Linked DNA regions of Mus musculus: all the other regions are linked to region 1. The links are chromatin contacts, called in public promoter capture Hi-C maps. All regions are on one chromosome and are shown on one strand. Each heading gives the region's core, a stretch centred on a gene start, on an enhancer-like site or on the middle of the called end of the contact. The rest is flanking DNA. Distances are from core to core; before and after follow the strand shown. Region 1 holds the start of Wnt5b (wingless-type MMTV integration site family, member 5B). Region 2 overlaps B4galnt3 (beta-1,4-N-acetyl-galactosaminyl transferase 3). Region 3 overlaps Ninj2 (ninjurin 2). Region 4 overlaps Ninj2 (ninjurin 2).

Evidence for each region. Promoter capture Hi-C pulls out the DNA fragments that hold promoters and counts their contacts.
Region 2: a promoter capture Hi-C map of embryonic stem cells shows a contact between it and region 1, with 2.4 times the contacts expected there. The contact joins the enhancer-like site here to the promoter of Wnt5b in region 1. A contact is called at or near these places in 8 of 39 promoter capture datasets (the 3T3-L1 cell line, the C10 cell line, the HPC-7 cell line and 4 more), 1 of 484 Hi-C or Micro-C datasets (bone marrow-derived macrophages), 3 of 115 datasets of contacts at active chromatin or transcription factors (bone marrow-derived dendritic cells, embryonic stem cells and regulatory T cells) and 2 of 9 other capture datasets (embryonic stem cells and liver).
Region 3: a promoter capture Hi-C map of stem cell-derived epiblast-like cells shows a contact between it and region 1, with 4 times the contacts expected there. The contact joins the enhancer-like site here to the promoter of Wnt5b in region 1. A contact is called at or near these places in 13 of 39 promoter capture datasets (the 3T3-L1 cell line, cranial neural crest, embryonic stem cells and 8 more), 5 of 484 Hi-C or Micro-C datasets (all in embryonic stem cells), 12 of 115 datasets of contacts at active chromatin or transcription factors (the 230-238 cell line, astrocytes, cardiomyocytes and 5 more) and 1 of 9 other capture datasets (embryonic stem cells).
Region 4: a promoter capture Hi-C map of liver shows a contact between it and region 1, with 2.8 times the contacts expected there. The contact joins the enhancer-like site here to the promoter of Wnt5b in region 1. A contact is called at or near these places in 4 of 39 promoter capture datasets (embryonic stem cells, hippocampal neurons, liver and 1 more) and 2 of 115 datasets of contacts at active chromatin or transcription factors (embryonic stem cells and pancreatic cancer cells).

What each region holds. Positions count from the first base shown.
Region 1 is chr6:119,542,441-119,546,346 of GRCm38.p6, reverse strand. Wnt5b (wingless-type MMTV integration site family, member 5B) reads left to right here and starts at 2,000. Exons shown (of 5, transcript NM_009525.3): 1 at 2,000-2,366. Gm52875 reads right to left here. Exons shown (of 2, transcript XM_030255703.1): 2 at 2,000-3,100. The coding sequence starts at 2,799. The coding sequence ends at 2,083.
Region 2 is chr6:120,273,036-120,276,941 of GRCm38.p6, reverse strand. All of the region lies in intron 1 of B4galnt3 (beta-1,4-N-acetyl-galactosaminyl transferase 3), which reads left to right. Among named protein-coding and RNA genes, the nearest start is that of B4galnt3, 20 kb to the left of the region's middle. Within about 2 kb of position 1,906, at least 58 of the 459 cell types and tissues checked have an H3K27ac peak or open chromatin away from gene starts, as enhancers often do. A contact at or near this core is called in embryonic stem cells, where this site is marked.
Region 3 is chr6:120,183,626-120,187,531 of GRCm38.p6, reverse strand. All of the region lies in intron 1 of Ninj2 (ninjurin 2), which reads right to left. Among named protein-coding and RNA genes, the nearest start is that of Gm25327, 42 kb to the right of the region's middle. Within about 2 kb of position 1,996, at least 32 of the 459 cell types and tissues checked have an H3K27ac peak or open chromatin away from gene starts, as enhancers often do. A contact at or near this core is called in embryonic stem cells and stem cell-derived epiblast-like cells, where this site is marked.
Region 4 is chr6:120,157,863-120,161,768 of GRCm38.p6, reverse strand. All of the region lies in intron 1 of Ninj2 (ninjurin 2), which reads right to left. Among named protein-coding and RNA genes, the nearest start is that of Gm25327, 16 kb to the right of the region's middle. Within about 2 kb of position 2,303, at least 133 of the 459 cell types and tissues checked have an H3K27ac peak or open chromatin away from gene starts, as enhancers often do. A contact at or near this core is called in liver and pancreatic cancer cells, where this site is marked.

The DNA.
Region 1 (3,906 bases), core at 751-3,250:
CTTCCTGCTCCTCTTCCTCCTCCTCCTTTTCCTCCTCCTCCTCCTCCTCCTTTTGATGTAGGACCTCACTGTGTAGTCCATGCCGATGACAAACTTCTTGTCCTTCCTTCTTTTTCTTTATTATTTTATATTATTATTTGGTTGTTTTGAGACAGGGTCTCACTCTGTAGTGCGTCTGGTCATCATGGCAAGGCTGGAGGTGGCTGGCTACATTACATCTGTGGTCAAGAAGTGGACAGCGATAGATACTCATGTCCAACTGGCTATCTCCTACTCATTCCATCATTTAGTGGGCATCTTTCCCCTCAACTAACCAGCCTAGAAAAATCATCCAAAGACATGCCCAGAAATTTGTCTCCAAGGCAATACTAGATCCTGCCAGATTGCCAATCAATCTAAAGCAGACCTTCTTGCCAGCCTCTGGAGCACAGGTTCTGTATAGACCTCGCTAGCTCACGGCCCAGGCTATGCAGCCTGCTCATGATATGCATCTTAGCTGAGCAAGGGCTTCCCACAGGGCCACTATCTGATGTATCTTGGACAAAGGAGGGAAGGAGGGATGTGCTGGCTGCTGGCTGAGTTGCTTCTCTCACGCTGTCAGCGAGGGGCAGGCAGAGCAAAATGACCCTGGGCGAGCATGAGCATTCTAGGGGTCCACCTCCCCACATCCTGTTTCTCTAGACTTTAAACTTCCGGATGGTGAGAGCTCACGGATTGAACCCCAGGCAGCATTCAGGTTTTGTTCCCAGGTGGCCTTCTGGAGTGATTACAACCTCCAGGTTTTCCCTGAAACTTCCACAAAGCCAGAAGCCCAGAACGAATGATTCACTAGAGGGAAATACTGGAGCCAATTATAAACTGACAAAGCCAACTCAGAGATTTTGTGCTTGTTTTAGATGGCTCTCCCCTTGTCCCATGTGTCCCCAAGGATAAAGCCCTTGAACTGGACTCCCTGAGAGGGCAGGGTCCTATAATTATCATAAGGCATTGATTTACTGGCTGGACCAGATCTTGTAAACCACGCTCACTTCCAAGTGAGAAAAGTCCCGGAGTACCTGGGCTGCTGCCACCCCAATTCCAAGAGCCTTTCTTTCCAATTAAGGGATCATTTGATGAAAATATCCCTTAACTCTTCCTATTGTGACCCCTGAGAACAACAGCTCCTTACACCTCCTCAGTGTGATGAGTTCCTTGTCTTTTTAATGCCCAGAAGGGGGATTCTGTCCCCTTCTTTGGTTTCTAGGTCAAAAGTACAGTGTCTTTGATTATTACTGCTGGTTCCTTCCCCTCACCGAACTGAATTTCGAGGGAATTTCTTTAGCAGGGTGACAAACTCACAACCTGCAGAATGGATTCAGATCATGTGCTCGTGGTGGGCACCATGTAACCAGGATCTGGAACAGGGTTCTGCCACCAGCTGGAGGCCTGGACTCCCCAAAGCCTCTTCTAATTCCTTTCACCTTTTCCGGTTCCTTGGGCAGCTCACTGTGGTGTTCTGTGAGGAAACAGACTAACAGACTATAGGAACCGCCATAAAAGTGTTTAAATTCTGCCCTGAGCTAAGGCCAAACACTGGCCTCTAGTGACCTTTGCAGGCTACTAACGGTAGGGTCCTTTTATGTGCCTCATGTTTATCCGGAGACTAACTGGGCCCTAAGTCCTGACAGAAGCCTTTCCCGCTAGAACAATCCAGGCATCAGAGTCCCAGTCTGAGACCTGCCTGTGTGGGTCCGGACCGGGGTTTGCAGAGTGGAAATAGCTCCCGGGTCGCTTCGCAGCTCCGGACTCCAAAGGGTGTCACCAAAAGGTGAGTCACGCGTCCGCGCTCCACGTCCACGCGCGGTTGCAGTGCTCTGTCCCCGCAGAGTCTGCGGGACAGTGGGCGCGGAGGGGCGCGGAAGGCAGGTGCGGGGGCCGGTCCGGCTCCGGGGAGGAGCCCTCCGGAGCTGGGCGTCGCGCGCGGCCGCGGGCTGCGGGGGGCGGGGAGGCGGCGCGGGGCGGGGCGGGGCGCAGGCGGCGGAGCCCCGGGATCGCGCGCCCCGCGCCGGCGCTGCACTCGAGCCGTGGCCGCCAACGGTGCCGCTAAGTCGGGGCCGAAACTTCTCGGGGTCCCGCGCTCCAGGCCGGTGGCGCTAGCGGCGCCTGAAGGGACGGTGGGGACAACGCGTCTCCCCGGACCCCGAGACCGCGCAGCCTGCGGCCGAGTCGGAGCTCCGGGCGCCCAGCGCCCATCAGGGCGGACCGGGCACTCCGGGCGGGCAGGCTCCGGCCGCGGATGAGGAGTGCGGGGCGGCTGCGCGAGCGGCCCGCGCGCTGAGCCGAGGCTGCCCCGTCCCGTGGACGACCCGACGCCGCAGCCCCCGCAGGTAAGCTCGGGAGTCGGCCCCGCGCCGGCCGAGGGCGCTGTGTGGCCAGGTGGCGGGAAAGGGGCGCGCGGCGACGGGCTCCGCGGGCCGTTGCGAACAAAGCTGGGGCCGCGCGCGGGTGCCTGGCGCGGGCAGGTGGGGCGCGAGCGTCCAGGGGCTCTGCGCTCGTACGGCGCCTGGCCCGGAGCGGGACTGGCCCCCGGGGCGCTGCGCGTCGCCTCCGCGAAGCGGGGAACCCGGAGCTGCTCCGCTTTTCCTGGCTCGCCGGGGCCCAGCTGCAGTTTTGCGCGCGACGAACGGCGCGGAGTGTCTCCGACAGGTACTGCGAAGGGATGACTTTAGCCCAAGTTCCTGTCCCAGGCCACCGCGGGTCACACACTGGAGACGTGGTGCTGTCTGGTTCTCGACTGCTCCTCTGCATCTCTCTGTCCATCCTCGCGGGGCGCCTCAGAGGGTATCTGGCCCAACACTCTGGTCAGACCCAACTTTCTTGGGTATTTGCATCCTCACAAGTCATTGTTGAACACTGCTCACTTTGCTTCTAGAACGATCGGTTCTGTTTTGCAGGCAGAGAAACTGAAGTGGCTCAAGCCCAGGGTGAGTTGCACAGTGAATCGATGGAGGAGGAAACGTTTGTCCCCATAACCAAGGTCCCTTTTCAATGCTTTTGCACTGCCAGGCCACGTTGGCAAAGCTTTCAGCAGCTGCCACCTTGAGCAGTTTCAGCCTGGTACCTGGAAGAAAAAAAGACCCAGGGTCAAGTTAGCAGTCTCCTCAACTACTCAGGCCACCTCAGAGAAAGGCTCCCATTTGCCAGAACTTTGGTGTTCTGGCTGTCAATATAGGAACAGAGATAGCAAGCAAGCAGGGGCTCACTCCTTGCCAGAGATCAGCACTTAGGCAGGTCCATGTGGACATATTAGGGTTTCTCTTTTGTGACTGGCCAGACAGCACAGGCCCGAGTAGTAGGTACACTCCCAGAAAGCTGGACCATCTTCCCCTGAGCCACTGTTCCTGCGTGGATTCATTCCGGAGGAGAGCCTGCCTATTTATCAAAGATGAGGCCCTGATCTCAGGCCCAGGCTGGAGATGGCCCTGATCTCAGGTCCAGCAGCCACAGGCCTGACCTAGTAAAAACCCCACCTTGGTGCAAGGCTGGGTGGGGAAGGCTGCAGGATGGTTTCCTTTTATTTCAAAATAGTATCACATCTCTCTTTGACACATGATTGGTAGCTATAACTAGCAAGGAGGAGGGGCAAAAAACAATGCCCAGAGACACTGGGGGCCAGTGTCCTGAGGAGGAAGGCAGCGTTGTGTCTTCATAAGATGTTGAAGGGCAGGTGCCCAAGAAGGGAATTGTACGGGAAGCCAGGGCTCCTAACCAACAAGCGCAGGTGGCAGACACCATGAGCGGCTGTGACAGACATCGTCTTTGAGCTTTTTGTTGTTGTTTCACATCGTTTCCTAGTGTGATCACTCTGTAGACCAGACTAACCTCAAACTCAGAGATCCGCCTGCCTCTGCCTCCCGAGTGCTGGGA
Region 2 (3,906 bases), core at 657-3,156, 730 kb before region 1:
GTGTGTGTGTGTGTGTGTGTGTGTATGCATGTGTCACAGCACACATGTAGAGATCAGAGGACAACTTATGGGAGTTGGTTATCTCCACCATGTGGGTCCTGAGGATTGAGTTTAGGTCATTGGTCTTGGTGGCAGATGTCCTTGCCTGCTGAGCCAGGCCATTGGCTCCTAAACTGGGGCCTTTAATAGCGGCTTTTACCTCATGTCATTGCAGTGGATTCTGGAGTCTTGTTTCAAGCAGCAACTAAGACAGGACTGATATTTAGAACTGATTAAAAAAATAAAAAATAAAAATAAAGGAAAAGACAAAGACCTGGCCTGGTAATGCATACCTGTTATTCTAGCTTCTAGGGAAACTGAGGCAGAAAAAGTATAAGTTTTAAGGCTTGCCTGGGTACAAAATGAGTTCAAGGCCAACCCTGATAACTTAAGGAGACCCTGTACCAAAATAAAGGCTGAAAAGAAAAGAAAAGAAGGGGAGAAAAGAAAGGAGGCTCTAGATGTAGCTCAGTGGTTAATCACTCGCTTGGCATCCTGTGTGAGGCCCTAGGCTCACTCTCTAGTACTGTCCCCTCCCTCCCCACAGAGAAGGATGAAAGGGGTGGGCAGAAAAAACACAACCCTTTTCTCTTTTGAGAACATAGTAGATCTGGGCAGCAGCAGTGTGACTTTCAGTCTTGTTCTGATGTGAACTGGCTGTCCGTCTTTCGGTGGAGTCAGCCCTGCTCTTCCATGTCTGAGGCTCAGTCTTTCTTTGTCAGCACAGAGCCCCAACTGTGAGTCCTGGTCTTATCTAACCCTGACATTGTCCTCAGAGGAGTGGTATTTGCCTCAGCTTTCAGTATCCTGAGCTGAATGTGGCCAGAGAAAAGTGAGCAAAAAAGAAACTAGGGAAGATGACTGGGTTCAAATCCAGGCTCCTTAGAATCACTCGCTGTGTAAACTCACCTCACCCAGGTGAGATGGGAGGCTGGGCGGAGACACGCTCTATCCCTGAGATGGCCGCTGTCTTCACCTCCCCCTTCCCACTGGAGAAGGAAAGGTTGACCCGGCAGGTGGGGTTTATGGGGAAGGCTAAGGTTGGATGTTGATGTGGGGCTGGCTCTTCAGCTGAAGAGGCTCGGTGACTTTTAGGGGGCATCTCCCTAAGCCTTAGTCACCGTTGTCTTCAATCTCCAAGTCCTCCCCTACACTTCTGGGCTATAGACTGGACTGGACCCTACCCTAGGGCCTCACCCTCTTTTCCTCCTGCCTGCTGGGCAGCCACCACATAAACACTGCAGTGTGCTTAGCCCCGGAGCAGGAAGACTTCTGTTCAGGGACTGGCTGAGGAATTGCCCACTAATTTTGGCAGTTCCTGCCACAAGCTTGACCAGACCATCAGAAGTGAGGGAATGAGAAGTAGGAGTTAGTGAGTCATGGGCAGAGCTATGGGGAGGAAGCCCTTGGCAGAGGTGCCCGTCCGGGGAGCCAGTTTCCCTTGCAGTGATGGGGAGCAGGGGAGCAGGGGCTCTGGATCCTTCTCCCCACCCCCAGGCTTGCTCACTCAGGTAGCTGTTCCGATGAGCCCCCCAGGGGCGGTCTGTTAATGGTAATAACGACCCTGACTGCCCAAGGTGAAACCCTGGCACAGGCTTTGTTTTTAGAGAGTGCAGCGTTCAGGCTAGGGCTGAGCCCATCCCTGGATGCAGGTGTGGGGGAAGAGACACAGCGCAGCTGTCAAAATCCAGGTGGCCCTCTTCTCTTGTGTTTCTGTAGGGTGCAGCCCGAGGGTGACCAGGGTGGGAGGGTGGGATTGCTTTCTGTGCCTTTTCCTAACCCCTTGTCCTGGGGCAGGGCAGACAGGCTCCCAGTCATTACCTCACCGCAGGGCCCTGTTTGCCAGAGTAGAGAGGAGGAACAGCTTGGGTGGAGAGCTCCAGGCTAATTTTAGACTTGGAGACTCCCAGGCAGCTGGCTGGGACAACTGGGGTCTGTCTCCTTGCAGGGAGCTGTGCATGTGGCTCTATAGGTCTGCTTGGGGTGTTGGGTGAGGGTGGTGGGGGAGGGGAGATTGGGGGTGGGGCACATTCCTGCCTCAGCCTCTGCTTCAGGGAAAGCCAGGCTGGAGTTAGGTTCCTCTGCACCAAGGGCTCAGGAACTGTTACTTTTTCCAACCTTGTTTTTCCTTGTGTTAAGATATTTCCAGTCTCCACGTGTCCAGGTGGCTTTGGAGACTAGAAACTACTAATATAGCACCCCAAGGTGGGGTCTTTGAAACTCCAAAAGGGGACGTGAGCATGCATATCCAGCCTCCCCCTCACCTCAATACCTAGCTAATCATCTAATTTTATATTTTTCAATCTTTTTCCCGTTGGCACACATATAGTAAATGGAAAAAAAAGATTGAGTCACACATGGGGATAAAGACATGAAGGTCGCTGTTGGGTGCAGTCAGCTCCTTGCTTCTGTTTCCCTAGTCCCAGAATTGAGTCCATGGTCCTTTCATTACCCATCTGAAGCCCAGTGGTGACCCAGGCACGCTGGTGGTGGTGTTTTCTGGTGTTTTCTCATCGACTCCCGACCCAGGAAACACTAGAAGGGAAGCCAGAAAGCCGGAGAGGTTTTACAAATGAGAAAGCTGAGGAGAACTTTGTCCAAGGTCAGATAGTTAAAAAGTCAAAAGGCAGAGGCTGGGGAGATGGTTCCGTGGTTTAAAAGCACTGGCTGCTCCTCTAGAGAACCCTCGTTCAATTCCCAACACCCACACGACAGCTCAGAGCTGTCTAACTTCAGTTTTAGGGGACCCATCCCATCATCAGGCATGGGTGTCCTGCACATAGCTGTGCACAGAGGCAAAATACCCGTACACATTAAAAACAAACAAACAAAAAAAGTCCAAAGGCTTGCCGTTCCGAGCCAAGCCTGGTTGTGCTTGCCTGTGATCCCAGCACCCAGGAGGCTAAGGTAAGAAGATTATGAGTTAGGGGTCAGCATGGGCTACACATATAGTAGAAATGTTTCAGAAAAAAAGAGGGAAAAGCTACATTTGGTTCTGGTTCTGCTCTAACAGCTATCCATACCCTCATTCACTCAACTTTATTAGTTTATTTAGAGGTGTGTGTGGGTCTCAGAATTTTTCTTGGTGGCTTCAAAGTTCTGGGCTCAAGCCAAACTCGTGTTTTAGTGACCCAAGTACTTAGGACTACAGGTCTGCCACACATAGTGTGTGCACATAAAAGTTTATTACTCTGGATACAAATAGATGCTGGGATCGTAGCTCAGTGGTCAGCCCCGAGTTGATCTCTAGCACTGCAGACAACAAAAAATCCTCCAGACAGCGGAGTCTTGGGGTGGGGGTCAGAATCTGGGAAGAGAGCTGGGAATTTGAAGAGATGCAAAAAAAAAAAAGTTATGAAGGAACTTCGTCTGATTCATAAGCACGGGGGTGGATACCCAGATATAACCTTGCCAGCCATCTCTCTGTTCCTTCTAATATCTTTACTTTCAAATGTAATTGAAAGTCTGAGGAAGTTTACAGGTTGGAGAAAGTGGTCTGGTTAGGTCAGGAGGAGAAACCTAAGAAGAAAACGTAGGGGGCTGGAGAGATGGCTCATCGGGTAAGAACACTGGCTGTTTTTCCAGAGTATCCAGGTTCAGTAACTAACACGCACCTGGCAACTCAAAACTGTCTGTAACTCCAGTTTAGGGGCTCTGACACTCTCATACAGACATACATTCAAGCAAAACACCAATGCACACAAAATAAAAAAAAAAAAGAAAATATTTTAAAAAAATAAGTAAATTAGCAGGCAGGGTGCTAAGGACTAGGTAGAGCTGTAATAAGAGTCCACCCCGGGCTTGATATATGACCTCATGGCCCTGTGGGGGCAGAAACCTTTCTAGTCCCAGTTTCCAGAGGGTGAA
Region 3 (3,906 bases), core at 747-3,246, 640 kb before region 1:
AGGGTCAGAACAGTTCAGTGAGGTTGCCAGGACCACCCAGCTTTTAAGTATTAGAGTTCCTGGGATCTGGGACCTGGGTCGCTAAGCCACTACACCCAGCTTTCACAAACCTCAAAAGGCCCACCCAGAATTATGGCTCACACCTTCAAACCCAGTACTTAGGAAGCTGGGGTAAGAGGCTTGTTTAAGGCTAGCCTGGGCTACGTAGGATGTTCCAGTTCAACCTGGGCTTCAAGAGTGAGAGATCTTGCCTCAAAAAAGAACCAAACAGACCCTCAAAGGACCAGTCTAAAGAATTTTAATGTAGTATTTCTAGGTTTTCCCACAGGAAAACCAATGAAACGAAGCCCAGATTTCATTTTATCCTGGCAGCCAGGATGGGTGGCAGCATCTCTCCCCTATACCCATTATAGGCACACCATTGCCTTGTCTCCGAGAGCCCGAGGCCCCTTTCTTTTCATCCTCGGCCACACCAGAGCTGAGGCGTCATGGGTGCTGAAGGGCTCTGCCACTTCAGTACATCTGAGCCACGGGATTTCTCCAAGCTGTAATGGAGAACCTGAATCCAGAGAGAAGTCTAAATGTAGAATAAAAAATAAACAAAGAAAGAAGGAAGAAAAGAAACAGAGAGAGAGAGAGAGAGATGCCTTTGTCTCCAAACAATGACAAACAAACCCAGAAGTTAGTTCTGAAGTTGAAAGTCAACATTGCACACCACGATGAGAGTGAGTGTGGCCTCCCCACTAGAGCATACATTTCAAAAGGCGAGAGTTCTTGTTTGGAATGTAATGCAATTAGAACAAGAAGTACTGACAGTTTCTGGCTGTAGTCCAGGTGAGAAGACCCCCAGCAGGCCATGGTATCTGTCAGCTAGATGGGAAAAGGGGAAGGTGCTGAATTTTCCACCCCATCCAGCCCGGAGAGAGCCTGCCAAGATGCCCGCCTATTCAGTCCAGTTCAACAAACCACATCTCCAGCTCCTTCTATCAGACGCAGACATCTAGGATGCAGTGAAGATCCCTGCCTGCCGTACAGTCCTGCCCTCCTAATCTCCTAAAACGGCAAGGGTTAGCAGGGAATAAAGTGTCTAAAGTGGGGAAGCCAGGAGATAAAATGACCCTTCATGCCACCCCAACGGCTGCTGCGGGGACTGTGGACTTTGTCTCCCTCGGTGCTGCAGCACCTCACCTGACAGGGCTAATGAACAAGTGAATGAACTCTGCATTCATTCAGAAAGGGCCTAGCAGACGGAAGAGGAGTTGTGTGCCAGACCCCCTTCAATGGAGCATCTTGCTTGCTGTACTGCAGTATCCTTGGTACTGGCCATAGATGAAATAGACTATAGAGGGAATAAACAAGAGAGGATTCAGGGAGCACAGAGTCCCCAGTGCTGGGGTGACGACAGTCCTGAGGGGCCCCCTTTGACTGACTTGCCAGCATGAGTCAGCAGGACTGTGCCCACCTGGGACCCTGACCCAGCCCAGGTGCTTTGCTCTCACCCAGCCCTCATTCCTTCCTCGCCCAGCTGGTGCAGCTGGAGACCTCACATGGCGGGTGCACCGCTCTCTCTTCAGTTCTCAGGCTTCCAGTGCCGCTGTGAGATGGGAGGACACAGTCACTGAGCCCAGCCTGCACTCAGCAGTGCCTCTGATAGCAGACAAAGCTGAAGGAAACCGAGGGGGAGCGAGCAAGCCAGCAATGGCAGAGTTCTCTGTGGAGCCAGGGAGGTCTGACTGGAGGGGGCTCTCCCTATCTCTGCTGGGTGACCTTGGAGCCCCCACAAAGCCTTGCTGCTTCTCTGCTTTTGATGTCTGGAAGGACCTTCCTCTGAAAGATTTCCTTCTCACCAGAAGTCAGTGTAGGCCTACTCTGGATTGAGCAAACCCCCCAACAAAATAGCTAAAATAGCTTCTTAACTAAGGTCAAGGGATCGTACCGGAAACAGCCCAGCATCAGGCCCTGGCAAACTGGCAGATTCTCTGTCTTTCTCCAGTCGTGGGGACCAAGATAAAAATTTGTGCGTAAACCGGGCGTGGCGCATGCCTTTAATCCCAGCACTTGGGAGGCAGAGGCGGGCGGATTTCTGAGTCCTAGGCCAGCCTGGTCTACAAAGTGAGTTCCAGGACAGCCAGGGCTATACAGAGAAACCCTGTCTCGAAAAGCCAAAACAAAAACAACAACAACAACAACAAAAAAAAACGAAACTTGTTCTTAGGAGGAAGCAACCCCTCCCACCCTCTGAACTGAGCTCCATCCCCAGCCCAGTCCTAGAGCTGCGCTTTTTTTTTTTTTTTTGGAGACTGTCTCATGTGGCCTTTCAGTAGCTGAGGATGACCTTGAACTCCTAATCCTCCTGCCTCCTCCACCTTGCAAGTGCTGGGTGCATTCACCAGGAGTGTTACCTAGGTGGCCTTGAATTCTTTCTTCCTCCTCCTGGGGAACTGGAGTTATAGGCATGTACTTCCATGTCTGACCTGACCATGACCTCTTAAAAAAAAAACTCAAAAACTATATATATGCGTGCGCGTGCGTGTGTGTGTGTGTGTGTGTGTGTGTGTATGTGTGTGTGTGTGTGAATTTGCATTCATGTATGTGTATGTACCAAGTACATGCTTGGTGTCCTCAGAAGCCAGAAGGGGGCATCAGATCCCCTGGAACTGGAGTTACAGATGGTTATGAATCAACATGTGGATGCCAGGAAACGAACCTGAGTCCTCTGGAAGGGGCATGGAATGTGGGTCACAGGATTGAACTCAGATCAGCTGGCTCAAGTGGCAAGAGCTTTTACCTGCTGATCTGTCTTGTCCCTCTTCAATACCCTTGCTGACTTGGTGCTATTGTGTTTATTTGTTTCTTCTTTCTTTGTTTCTTTCCTCCCCCCTCCCCCACCCCAAGATAGGGTTTCTCTGTGTAGCCCTGGCTGTCCTGGAACTTGCTCTGTAGACCAGGCTGGCCTTGAACACAGAGATTCTCCTGCCTCTGCACCACCCACCCCACCTGGTGCACTGTGTTCTTTCAAATTCTTCACATGCACCAACCATTTCACCATCTTTCATCAAAACCATCTGAGGGGATCTTAGTTTGAGGGATTAGCTTGCCCAAGGTCGCACAGCTGAGAGGCATAAGAGTCAAGACTTGAATCCAGGTCTGCCCTGTTCCAACCCCCTAACCTTTGTGCTGTTCTGTCTGCCACTCACAGCTCTTGGTCTTTTGCCCTGGTCCTGGAAGACTGGAGCTCTGGGGAAGTCAGTTCTCTAGTGCCCAGAGCAGTGTCTGCCTAGTATGTACACTACGAGTAGACGGGTGATGGGTGGGTGGGTGGATGGATGGGTGGGTGGATGGATGGATGGAGGGTCACTAGTGCATGCTCATCTCCCCTTCACTGGCATTGTCCTGGCCACAAGCTTTTCTGAAGCCCAAGGCAGTGCCCCAGGGTAAGGAGTCAGATGTCAACCTTGCTTGCCCTCACCTTCTAAAAATACTAAGGAAGCATGAGTCCTGCTTGTCACCACACAGCTACCCAGTTGCTCCCTGTACGGTCCCTGTCTGCCACCTAGCACCTGCTCCCTCAAGCCTTCTGCTTGACAGCTGCCTCCATCATTGCACGGCTTTGCTGTAAGACCAAGGCCAGCTTTGCCCGAGAGAACTCAGGAGCACCCGGGCAAGCCCAGCTCCTAGGCTGGACTTGAGGACACCAAGACAAGTTTAGGCTTGCATGTGAGAGCCAGCCCTTCTTTGGCCAGGGTTCTGGTTTCATGTGTATGTCCTGCTAGCTTATTTGGAGTTTGAACCCCAGCCCATTTAAAGGCAGTGAACATTCAGGACATGAGTTGGGACTCAGCACCTCCCCCCCTTAGTTGCCATGTGACTTGGGGCCTCTATTAGTTACCTGCTAAACAGGGGGTA
Region 4 (3,906 bases), core at 1,054-3,553, 620 kb before region 1:
ACTGGTAGCACAAGGCCATAATTCCAGTTACTGGGGATGGGAGTAGGACCGGAAGATCTCAAGTTCAAGGCCAACCTGAGCTCCACAGTGAGACACTGTCTTAAAAGAAAACCAAATTTTCACAAAAAAGGAAAACAGAGATAAAGACAAGGGGCAGTTAGATACAAAGTTTAAGAAAATGAAAGACTCCACTCACAAGGCTGAAGAGCCCAACAACAGGAATTCCAGATAAGATGAACTGAGAAAGAAAGGGCAAGATAATTCAGACTTTTAAACGTGACTTAGATTTTTTTTTCCCCTAGAGCAGAGAACACACATTTTTAAGTGTAAAGTCCTGGCCAACTATGCATTACTGTGAGTTAGAAAAGATGTGCCTACCCCAAGGTGCGTTATGGTGACCTTTTAGAACTGGAGGTGAGAAGAATCTAAAAGCTTTCAGACGTGAGACACACAGACCAGTGTGGGTCTCAGCCTTCCCAATGCTGCCACCCTTTAATACAATTCTTCATGTTGTGGTGACCCCCTAAGCATAAAATCATTTTGTGGCTACTCCATAACTGTCATTTTACTACTGTTACGAATCATAATGCAAATAGTTGATATGCAGGCTATCTGATATGTGACCCTGCAACCCACGGGTTGAGAACCAGCGCAAAGGACAGAAGCCTGGTGTTGGTGTAACCGCAGCCTCACTAGAAGCTGAGGGTACGGGTGACTTCATTTACCCCAGCACGCAAACACTGCGTTGCCTTTGCTTGCTGCCATAGGGAATTACTAAAGGGCATCACAGAACCAGGGCAAACCAAGAGAAGGCAAGACATGCAACCTACAGGACTCTGGACAGAATCACCTTGTCACTGAGGAGATCTGAGGGAAAAGAGAAAAGGAGGTGAGGAGAGGTGGGGCATCCCAGGGGCGGGGCATTCCAGGGGTGGGGCCGGGATAACTAGGCCTTGAGTTAAGTACATGGAACACTGACCAAGAGGATCCTGTGGGTCTAGTGAGATTGTTCAACATGTAAAGGCACTTGCCCTTTAGTCTGATGGCCTGAGTTCAATCCCTGGGACCCCACTCCCAAGAGTTGTCCTCTCACCTACACACACACACACACACACACACACACACACACACACACACATTTTTTTCTTTTCTTTTTAAGAAAGGTCTGTGGTCATGAGAACCCCTGGTTTCAAATCTTTATGAAGCCCAGTTACACTCTCACCCTTTGGCTTTATGACACCCCATCTTTCTACAACAAATCCTCCCGACTTCACAGTTCCCCCAGTGGATTTTAACCACGATTTCTCCAGAAACCTTTTTTATTCAAGCAACTTGAAGCAGCGTTACCAGAGCGTTTATTACAAATGCTCTTGGCCTCCCCCTAGACCCAGCCAATCAGAATATTGTCCCCTTGTCCCCTTTTTGTTTCAAGGCTTGGGCTGAAACTCAGCCTTGCACACACTGGATGGGCCCTCGGCCACTGAGCCTCACACTTGAGCTGAAGAACCTGACTTTGTTTTTAGATTTGCTTACTCTATTTTAGGAGCGTGGGTACTTTGCCTGCATGTGTATCTGTGCACCACATGTGTGCCTGATGTTCCCAGAGGTCAGAGGAGGGCATCGGATCCCCAGGAACTGAGTATTGATGATTGTGAGTCACTTATGTAGCTGCTGGGAACCAAACCTGGGTCCTCTGAAAGAGTGTAAGTTTCTCTTAACCGCAGAGCCAACTCTCCAACCCCTAGTACCTGCATTATAGGAGCAACTAGGGTTCCAGGTCACCTGTATATCTATTAAAGTCTGAGAAGCAGTGTGCTACACCTGCTTTTCAAGGTAGCATGCTGGGCATACTAGAGATAGCTGACCCTAAGCACGCACCAGGCATCATGGTGCATACCTATAATCCCAGCTTTAGGGAGGTAAAGGTAGGGGAATCTAAAGTTCACAGTTATCTCACTTAACCACTCCTACCCGACCCCCCACCTAGCCCATCCTGGGGCTGCAGGAGAGCTTGAACCATGGGATCAATAGCAGCCCTGTACCACATTACTAAAGCAAGCACAGGACTAAAAGGGCAGAAAACACATTGTATCAGCCGAGGCTTCAGCGCTATGCAGGAACCCAGCAGGTTAGTCAGGTCAGGTATCCCTGGCTGGCAACCATTAAATAAAATCACCTCTCAAGTGTGGCAGTTGGCTGTGAATAAATGACCAATGACTGTCAACATCCCGCTGACACAGGCTGGGTGCTGGGCTAAGGCTCTCTTCTTGGCAGAGAGAGCCTTCTGCCCCTGTGCTCAGGAAGTTGGCAGGAGGAGACAGGCTGAGTTAGTCGCTGCTAATCGCTTTTTCAGACAGAAACCTGTGGCCTACAGGACTAGGGGAAAGGAGAAGTGGGCAGAAAGGAGGCTGGGGGCCCCTGTGGGGGTGGGATAGGAAATCACATTCCCATTCTTGGCAGGAGCTGGCTGCCTCCCACCACTTTTCCTGGTTGAGGTCCTTTGGCAGTCAGCCACAGCCTTTGTGCTGTGGGTGCCACCCCCATTTCAACATGAGCACATTAGAATGGGAGGCGGAATTGTAACGATGGTACAGGCAAGAGGAAATGGACTTGTGGACAGCTGAAGCCCCAGCTCAGCCCTCCATGTGCTGTGACTAAGAAAATAAGAGGAGGAAGAAGAGAAGAAGGAAGAGGAGGAGGAAGAGGAAGAGGAGGAGGAGGAGGAGGAGGAGGAAGAAGAAGAAGAAGACCCCAGCACTCTCAAATTATACATGTGAGAGTCCTTTAAAGTATCATTGGAATCTTACATTATTCATCAGTAACAAACTCTACCATTGAATGTCTGTCCTCATGAAGGCTCAGTGTCAACTCTGGAGCCACCAGTGTAGCAACAGTCAAACACAAACTTCAAAGCATACTGAACACTTAAGACTGCACTAGGTCCGGCCTGCAATCCCAGCTACTAATGAAGTCGAAGCAGTAGGATTAAAGGGTCTCGTCTCAAAATGGAAATTATAAAGAGGGCCAAGGGTATGACTCCATAATGAAGTATCTGCCTATCATATGTGAAATCCTAAATTCAGCCCCTAGTAACACACACACACACACACACACACACACACACACACACACACACACGTGGGGGGGGGTGTGAAATGGAGAGGGAACAATCACTATCTGATTTTGTTAAATCTATTTTTATTTTCTGTGCATTGCTGTTTTGCCTGAATGTATGTCTGCATGAGGGTGCCTGATCCTGGAGTTATGAGTTACCATGTGGGTGCTAGGAATTAATCCTGGGTCATCTGGAAGAATAGTCAGTGATCTTAACCACTGAGCCATCTCTTAGGCACTGAGAGAGAGTTTATTTTATATATGTAAGTACACTGTAGCTGTCTTTATATCTTCAGACACACCAGAAAAGGGCATCAGATCCCATTACAGATGGTTGTGAGCCACCATGTGGTTGCTGGGATTTGAACTCAGGACCTCTGGAAGAGCTGTGCTCTTAAAACACTGAGCCATCTCTCCAACCCCTAAAATATATATTCTAATCCATTTAAATTTCAGAACAACTTCTTGGGGGCAAATGCATTTTCCCATATCACAGGGAAAGCTGAAGTGTCTGAGAGGAGAGACGGTCATGTGTTAATTAATGTCTGTCAGTTTTCATCACCATGACAGATACTGCAAGATGACTCGAGAGGAAGAAAGATTACGTTGAGCTCATGGCTTCTGAGGTGTCAGCCCCCCATGGCTTGATCTTGTCACATTGGACACATCACTGTGAGGTACAGATGTTACAAGGTTGCTCACTTTATGGAGGCCTGGGAGCAAAATGAGAGCAAGGGGTCAGGGTCCCACTGTCCTTTTCGATGTCACAGATTCCTCCTAAATGTTCTGCTA